3 separate regions of the Zea mays genome follow, and all the other regions are linked to region 2. The links are chromatin contacts, called in public Hi-C maps. All regions are on one chromosome and are shown on one strand. Each heading gives the region's core, a stretch centred on a gene start, on an enhancer-like site or on the middle of the called end of the contact. The rest is flanking DNA. Distances are from core to core; before and after follow the strand shown. Region 1 holds the start of LOC109940748. Region 2 holds the start of LOC100273133. Region 3 holds the start of LOC103633997 (peroxisome biogenesis protein 3-1).

Region 1 (2,700 bases), core at 50-2,549, 150 kb after region 2:
AGACACGAATAGTACTGGCAAGGTAATAATGCATTATGCATTAAGCTCTGTTCAGTTATTGCGAGTTCATGATTTGCACCACAACGATGCAGTTTTTCTTTGCTCAATCCGCTGTATGACCAGTTCTCATCTTTTGTTGCTTCCATGAGTTAACTTTGAATTCACTAATACTTATTGTTAGAATACCCGTTTTGGGTTTGGGGATTTCCCCGTGCAATTACTATCTCACCCCTCTGTAATGGGCCTGGCCCAGTTTACTCAGTCTATTAATACATCACCCAACCCCTGTTAGGGTTAGGGTTTCCTATTCTAACTTGGTACCAGAGCTAGGTTTAGTTTTTTCCCTTTCTCTCGGGCGCCGCCACCCCAGCCGCCCAACCCGCCGCCCCCCTCTCCTTCCTCCGGCCGCCGCCGGCCCTTCCCCTTGCCCCGGCCGCCGCCTCCTGCCCCTCTGCTTCCGGCCCGCGGCCCCTCTCCTCCACCCAGCCGCGCTCCTTCGGGCGCTTGTCTTTCTCCAAACGCGCGCGAGCCGCCGACCGGCGGGGGCGCCGCGCTGCCGTATTTCGACGCCTTCGCCGACCGCCTCGGCGCCGGCCCGCAGGCGCTCCTCAGGTTCCCAGGCGTGGAGGCGCTGTCGGTGGCCGCCGTCCTCGAGGCGCCCGGGGAGGTCGTCGCCAAGTCCGCGCACAGCACGCTGTACTGCACCGCCGTGCGCTCCGGGGAGGCCGCCGTGCTGCTGAGGTTCGTGCGCCCCGCGTGCGTCGTCGTCGGCGCCGACGAGGCCTATGCCGCCGCGCGGCGGATCGGCGCTGTCAGCCACCCCAACCTCGTGCTGCCCCACACGGTGTTCATCGGCCCTAGGGGTGAGAAGCTGCTCGTCATTCACTCTTCGTCCAGCCTTCCATCGGATCCCCGTCCGACCGTCCCCTGCTCGTTTTCCTAGTGCTCGGCTGCTCCAGTGCTCCTGACTGCTCCTGTGCTCGGCCCTTGCTGTAGTGCTGCTCGGTCGCATCGGCACCTGCTGCAGATCTGCTCGACCTCGGCTGCTCGGCTTCCTGTTCCTTCTGCGTGCTCTGCCTCGCGCTCCCCTGCGACGAGGGCCTCTTCGAACACGTCCTGACGACCATTTCCCCTCTGCCTGTCAGTCGCCGCGGGCTCGCCTCACCCGACAGAACGCGCACCAGAGCCGCCGCCGTAGCCATTGATTGCATAATTGCAGCCGCACTCCCCATCTCCCTCTCTTCCATCTCCCACCACAAAGCACCACCTCTCTCTTCTCCATTCCTCTTCCCTTGTGAGCGGCTCATCCAAGGAGCACAACCTCCTTCCGCGTGTATCCCCTCGTTGCTGAACGCCGTGCATCCCTTTGCTGCACCATTCGCCATTCACTTCTCCACTCTCTCATGGCTTCACCCCCTTTCGACGGGCTCACCGTGCGTGTCCTCCACGATGGTCAGCTTGTCCAGGGCACCCTCGTGGCCTTCGATCGCACCATGAGCCCTGTCCTCCGTGACTGTGTTGAAATCCACCCCACGGCCGGTCGTCACGTGTCCGGACCCCTTGTCTTTCCTCGTACAATGATAGCCTCCCTGGCAATCGAGCCCCCTTTGTCCCCCTCCCCTCCTAGTAACCACGCTAGCGCTCCTCCTCTGGCTCTTTCAGCGCACCCTGCGGCCTTCCCTCTATCTCCCTCTCCCGTCGATTGGGTGGTTGACTTTGGGGCCTCCTTCCACACTACCCCCACAACTAGTTCGTTATTCCACTCCCATCCACCACACCCCTCACATCCTTCCTCCATCTTCGTCGGCAACGGTTCCACCCTCCCGGTCACCTCAGTAGGTGCATCGGTTCTTCCAGGACCATTCTGCCTTAACGACGTCTTTCTTGCTCCCGGACTGACTCATCCCCTCCTCTCGGTTCGTCGCTTCACTAGTGACAACCAGTGCTCTATGGAGTTCGACCCCTTGGGTCTCACCATACGCCACCTTCCCATACATGCTGTGCTCGCTCGCTGTGACAGCTCTAGCCCCCTCTTTTCTCTTCACTTGCCCTCCACTCTCCACACCAGAGTAGCCTCATCTCCTGCACTTACTACTACCACCACATCACATGCTCTTGCTACTACCACCACCTTCTCCGCCATTTGGCATCGTCGTCTTGGGCACCCTGGACCTGACGTCATGTCCCAGCTTTCCGGCCACTCAGACATATCCTATACTCGGGGCTCTTCTGAGCGCCTCTGTCATGCTTGTCAGCTCGGCCGTCACTCCCGTCTTCCTTTTTCCACTTCCACGTCCAGGGCTGTTCAGGCCTTTGATCTTGTCCGCTGTGATGTCTGGACGTCTCCTGTCCTTAGCCTCTTCGGCTACAAATACTACCTGGTCATTCTGGACGACTACTCCCATTTACTTTGGACTTTCCCCCTTCGGCTGAAGTCCGACACGTTTACCACCCTCACTTCTTCGCCTGGGTATCCACCCAGTTCCGGCGCCCGGTCCGTGCACTGCAGTGCGACAACGGCCGCGAGTTCGACAACCACGCCTCTCGGTCATTCTTCCTCACCAGTGGCATTCAGTTGCGTCTCTCGTGCCCCTACACCTCCACCCAGAACGGCTGGGCAGCGCATGATTCGCACCACCACCAACATGATCCGCTGCCTTCTCTTCCAGGCAAATCTCCCTGCGAGCTACTGGGCAGAGG
Region 2 (2,700 bases), core at 70-2,569:
TCCACTGCCACTGCCGCCACCATATCTATATTGCTGTGGCCGCATACACCAGACACTTCCATGACACCTCACTATCCATCCTCAGATCTCCACCGCAGCCACTTTATCTATGACTGCTGCGGCCACATACACTGGTGTGGCCGCATTCCACCTGCATCTCATATCATTTTAGCACATAGATTTGAGCATGCAAAGATGAAAGAATTGCTCAGCTCAAACTGGTGCCCGGTGTCTTTGAGAAGAGAACATGATGCCCCCAGGTCTTCCCTAATGCCTCACACTATCCATCTAACAAATCTTTGCACTCTCATTGGTGAGCTTTGCAGATTGTTCAAAGCTTGCAACTGGGCCCCATCGTCCACAACAAACATTGATTTTGTAGGGCACTTCATGTTCTTGGAGGAACCCTTTCACTATGAACATAACCTTACAGGTAGCAGCGTCCTTGTAGGGTTTCGTGCATTTGCAGCAACAAGTTGATCGCACAGTACACATACAATTGGGTTATCCCATACCAGTAGAGCATTTGAATGCATCACGACATTGGTTAGTGGTGAATCACATGCGGAGGAGACGGAGACGGAGAATCAATCACCTGTCGAGGAGGAGCCATGGTGAGCAACAGCGACAGAAGAGGGCTGAGCGGCCCTGAAGGCGGAGGCGTTAGCGGCGTGCTGGTGGTGATCGGCCCCCGAGGGGGTCATCTTAGCCGGTGGAGACGGCACGACCCTGGTGGTCTTGGCCCGATGCGAGTAACGCCTGTTCTGAAACCAGTTCCACACCTAGACCAGCCGTAGCCATATCCAAGTTTCACATATCAGAGAGAAACCCTAAATCAAAATCACCCATAAAGGAAGGGCTGGTGGCCGGTGGGGTGAGGGTGGGGAAGGGGAGGATTCGACTTGATTCGAATAAAAAAAATATGAAGCACGAAGCTGGAGGACGAGGCGGCGCCGGACCTGCTTGGGCTGGATGGCCACCTTGCCGGCGCGCTCGGGCGAGGCGGAGAACTTATCGGCGAGAGTCTGGAGCATGGCGCGGGTGGGGATGCCGTTGTTGAGCTGCAGCAAGCGCGCCTCCATCTCCGCCACCTCGGAAGGGAGGAAGCGGAAGGCCGGAGCACCAGTGGTGCTCGGCGGACGACCCATCGGACCGGCGCTCTTGGACGGCGAGGGGAGGAGGATGCAGTGAGACCAGATCGGTGGTGGATCGGCGGACGGGGGTGGGGAAACTTTAGGAGAAGTGTGAGTTAGTGGAGGTAGGCGTTCATGGCTCCGGGCAGGCAACCGGTTCCGGCTCCGGCTCAACGGTGTAGGCCACGCACGCACCCGGGCGTGTTTGACTACGGCTCCGGCTGAACGGTTAAACCCAAATAGAGTCGGATATGGTAATCTTGGGCTGGTCCAAGCATGCACTCGAAGCGTCCTATGTGTAGCTGAGATCTTATCTGACATACACATTTAGGGTGTGTTTGAATGTACTAAAACTAATAATTAGCTGCTAATATTAGTTATATGCATCCAAACAGCTCAACTAAAAGTGCAACTAATAATTAGTTATATCCCAAATATCCGTTAGTTTCCTAGCTATCCCACACCGGCTAAAACCAGCTAATCAATCCCCTGTTTCTCCACACTGACCGGACCGCGAGAGGCACCACGGCCCACCTCCACGCCGATGCCGAGCCCCATAGGGTGGAGCGGCGTCTTCCCACCTGCAACCACCGCTGGTTCCCACTGATCCCCTCCACCATCGCTGGACCTCGCCGTGACTGCCGCCGCTGTCCCCTACGCTGCTGTCGTCCTCTACGCTGCCATCATCCCTACATCGTCAATCCACAAGGTGCGAATCATCCCGTCTCGTTGCCTGTTTCATTTCAGCTGATTAATCTCGCCCACGACGAGATCCTGTGCGTGCGTCCCAGATTCCGCTAGATTTTAGAGACGTACTGGCCCTTCCTCAAGTATTCTCCCAGTGCACTTCTCTGGTTACGGTGATTCCGCTAGATTGGATTCCGCTAGATTTCTATAGGAGCTAGCTTCTAGCCATGCATGAATCGTTGGGGAGCTAGGAGCATATGTATGCTGGTAGTAGTAGAATCTACTTTGCATTTGAACAACGCCACCAAGTACGAGTGCATTTGGAAGTAGAACAATTCAGCTTGCATTCAGAATCGTTGGGAGCTGGAAGCATCTATACTGCTTGGCATTGAGATGTTGTTTGGCCATGGCTTCAAGTTATAAATTCTGCTTCATCTAGAGATGATAGTTCGTGTTAGCACATTGGGAACCCAACTAAGCTTCCATGGGGTTTTTCTGCCTCGACATAAATATGTATTAAAAGGGGAGTCATCTATATGTATAAAGTTACTGACAGTGAGATAACTGATTTTAAAAGGGGAGCCATCTATGGATACTGCATGTGTGATGTCAAACATACGCAGATGCAGTACTGCACTGAAATTACTTCTGTGAATTCCTAGTTATAGTATGCATAGTACTGAAGTAATAATGTCAAACTCAATTCCATGACATATTTTAGATTTTTTGTGGTCGATGAGTTATAGCAGCTATGGCTACCTTTTTGTAATGTTGAACTCATCTATATGATGAGATATGTTCAGAGTATTGATTGTTTGTATATACTCGTTCGTTATTGATTGTTTGGTCTCTCTAATTGCAGCCATGTTCTTCGGTTCTG
Region 3 (2,700 bases), core at 46-2,545, 130 kb after region 2:
GGAACATAGAGGGGAGTGAGGACGCACCTGCAGACCTGCTTCGGAGTTCCCTGATCTGGGTGGCTTGAATTCGTCGTTGATGTAATTCTAGGACAGGAAAGGCTGGACAACAGAGGGGATCTAACCTCTGAAGCTCTACGCGTTCTGAAGTGCCAAAGATGTCATCTTAGAGAGGGGAACAAAGTAAGCGTGGCCAGGACAGATCACATATGCGCGGGCGTTGCTTACCATGGCAGCTTGTAAGTCAAGGAAGTGAGTCCAGCGACGATCTGAATCCGATGGAGGCGCCCAAGCTGGTGTACGACAGTGGCTCGAAAAGAGTCCCGCACACAACTATGAGGTCCTGACTCCTCACTCCTGTAGAGGTGAAGTTTGTCTCCCGCGCACCGGCGCACGTCCCCTATCCCGGCCTCCCGCAGTGCTTCCTGTTGCAACACATGTCGCACGGCTCCATCACGCTCACGCCCCGTTCACTGTCCGTAACACACATGCGCGCCACCGGCATGCCGCTCGGCGGCGTGCGCGCACGAAGAAGAAGGCAAGGAATTAACCCAAACGCACAAAAAATTCTAATCTGAGGAAGCACGATGGGAGGCGTTCATACATGTGGGAATGGGAGCAGGCGAGACGAAGACAAAGGCAGCGCGCGGGAAGGGAGGCGGTGGAGGGGAGCCATACCTGCCGTCGCGTTCATCGAGTTTAACAACGTCTCCTCCTCGCGACGACGGTGAAGTGGCCTCCGTCTTCTTTTTCCCACCGCCAATCGGTGTCGTCATGTGGCGTCTAGAATGCTCAAGCAGCCGATAGATCTCTGTATCTCGATGGGGACGTTGGGGGGGGGGGGGGGGTCGCCGACATCGTCGGCGTCGACGTCGTGGGTGACGGAGGGAAGGGCACCTGTTGCTTCTTCTATTGGTGCTTGGCGTCGAAGAAGCGCGAGGCAGGAGTAGGCGGCGGGACTGGTCATGGAGGAGTAGGGTGCGGTGGAAGGTCCACGAAGTGGTGGGTGGCGTTGAAGAAGCGCGAGGGAGGAGGGGACGCAGTGCCGACATTGGAGGCGGAGGAGGGCGAAGTCTGGGAATGGCCGGGAGCGCAAGGGGCGGTCTCGGCGGACTGAGGTGTGGCGTGAGCCGCGAGGAGGGTTCTGGAACCTGCTTGTCTCTGCCTCGGGGAGAATGGAAGCCGTTGATTGACGATCGAGCGACGTGAAGAAATTAAGCTGACGTGGATAGATCCGTCTTCGCCGGTTTGAACCGGCTTTAATAATATAGAAAAATCTCTAAAAACCCAGTTTTTAAGAAACCTGCCATCGTTCAGCTCCAGCTCCCCCAAGTCAGTCTGGACTCTGGAGTCCGGGTTCTCCTGTCTCCACCAAGTCCCAACTCCAGTCCACCATGCCTTCTTGATCGCGAGCACCGCAGGCACACCAACCCGGATTCCCCTCGCGACTTCAATCTCCGCCGCCATGCTGGCCTCGGCAAGGTGAGTGATTCTACCGGGGGTTCGTGGATTTCGGCTCGCCCGCGGCCTACCAGCAAGGCGTTCGGCAGATTGCCTGACGGCGTTCCCTTCCGCGTGGCGTGTGTGCAGGGGGTTCTGGGCGCGGCATCGCCGGAAGATCCTCGTCACTCTGGGCGTCGCTGGGTTGGGGTACGCCGCCTACCGCTTCTACGATAGGCGCCGCGCCCAGCTCGTGCGGGTCGAGCAGCTGCGCGCCATGGAGGAGCGGGCCGCCGCCGACCTCGTTAAGAACCAGTAAGAGTTTAATTTAGTCCCCTTCTTCCCCCACTTAGGGCTTGTTCGGTTATTCCCAATACACATGGATTGGATGGGATTGGAAAAAATTGAGAAGAAGTTTGACTTGTTTGGGATTCAAACCCATCTAATCCCACTCAATCCACATGGATTGAGAGCTAACCGAACAAGCCCTTAAGGTTGGATTGCTTGGAATTCCCCCTGCTGCTTCTGGCATTGCTTAGGGGCTGCGCGCTCCTGTTCTTCATTGCTCTACTCTATCCTTCGGCTGCTTGCCTCTACCTGAGGGAGGATTCGCTCCCAATTCACAAAGCTGAGGCTGCAGATCCACATCGATTTTATCTGGTATCTCGGTGGTTGCGCCCATGATTTGTTCGGTTTGATGCTAATCCATATGGATTAGATGGAATTGAGTCGGTTTAAATCCATAGTAAAACAAAATACACCTCAATACATCCCAATCACCTCCAATCCACATGGAATGGAAATAAGCGAACAAAGCCTCAATTGGGTTGAGGGTTGATTCAATTCGCAGCTGAATTGGACCAGAACAGTGGCTTCACTCTTGTTTTAGTAAGGAAAAAGTCTAAATTACTCCCTCACCTGTAGTCAATGTTCATATAACCTCTAAACTATTTTTTGTTCAATTTACCTCTCTGTACGTTTGAGTTGGTTCGATCTATCCCTTAACAACATTGTTTTTTTATTTTTTATATACGAACTAATTTTTCTGTTCAAAATTGGTTGATTACTTGCTAATGTCATAACTTAGCCTAGTGAGATATATTATAATTTTTCAAAATTATTTTGATAGGCTAAAGATCAGGTAATATAATAACTTTAACAGTACAAAACTAAATATGAAATAATGATACAAATTTTTAAAATATTTTTCTAACATAAGCTATGATGTCCTTAATTACCTCAGAAAATATGAACTTGAGA

The links. Hi-C and Micro-C count contacts between places; a contact is called where the count stands out from the background.
Region 1: a Hi-C map of ear shows a contact between it and region 2, with 4 times the contacts expected there. The contact joins the promoter of LOC109940748 here to the promoter of LOC100273133 in region 2. A contact is called at or near these places in 12 of 25 Hi-C or Micro-C datasets (bundle sheath, ear, endosperm and 4 more).
Region 3: a Hi-C map of endosperm shows a contact between it and region 2, with 3 times the contacts expected there. The contact joins the promoter of LOC103633997 here to the promoter of LOC100273133 in region 2. A contact is called at or near these places in 3 of 25 Hi-C or Micro-C datasets (ear, endosperm and leaf).

What each region holds. Positions count from the first base shown.
Region 1 is chr7:90,134,759-90,137,458 of Zm-B73-REFERENCE-NAM-5.0, forward strand. It overlaps LOC109940748, which reads left to right and starts at 1,300. Exons shown (of 1, transcript XM_020540884.3): 1 at 1,300-2,700. It overlaps LOC103633997 (peroxisome biogenesis protein 3-1), which reads left to right. Exons shown (of 7, transcript XM_020540883.3): 6 at 1-22.
Region 2 is chr7:89,980,373-89,983,072 of Zm-B73-REFERENCE-NAM-5.0, forward strand. LOC100273133 reads right to left here and starts at 1,320. Exons shown (of 7, transcript NM_001147580.1): 1 at 960-1,320; 2 at 596-782. The coding sequence starts at 1,148.
Region 3 is chr7:90,111,408-90,114,107 of Zm-B73-REFERENCE-NAM-5.0, forward strand. LOC103633997 (peroxisome biogenesis protein 3-1) reads left to right here and starts at 1,296. Exons shown (of 7, transcript XM_020540883.3): 1 at 1,296-1,482; 2 at 1,591-1,755. The coding sequence starts at 1,466.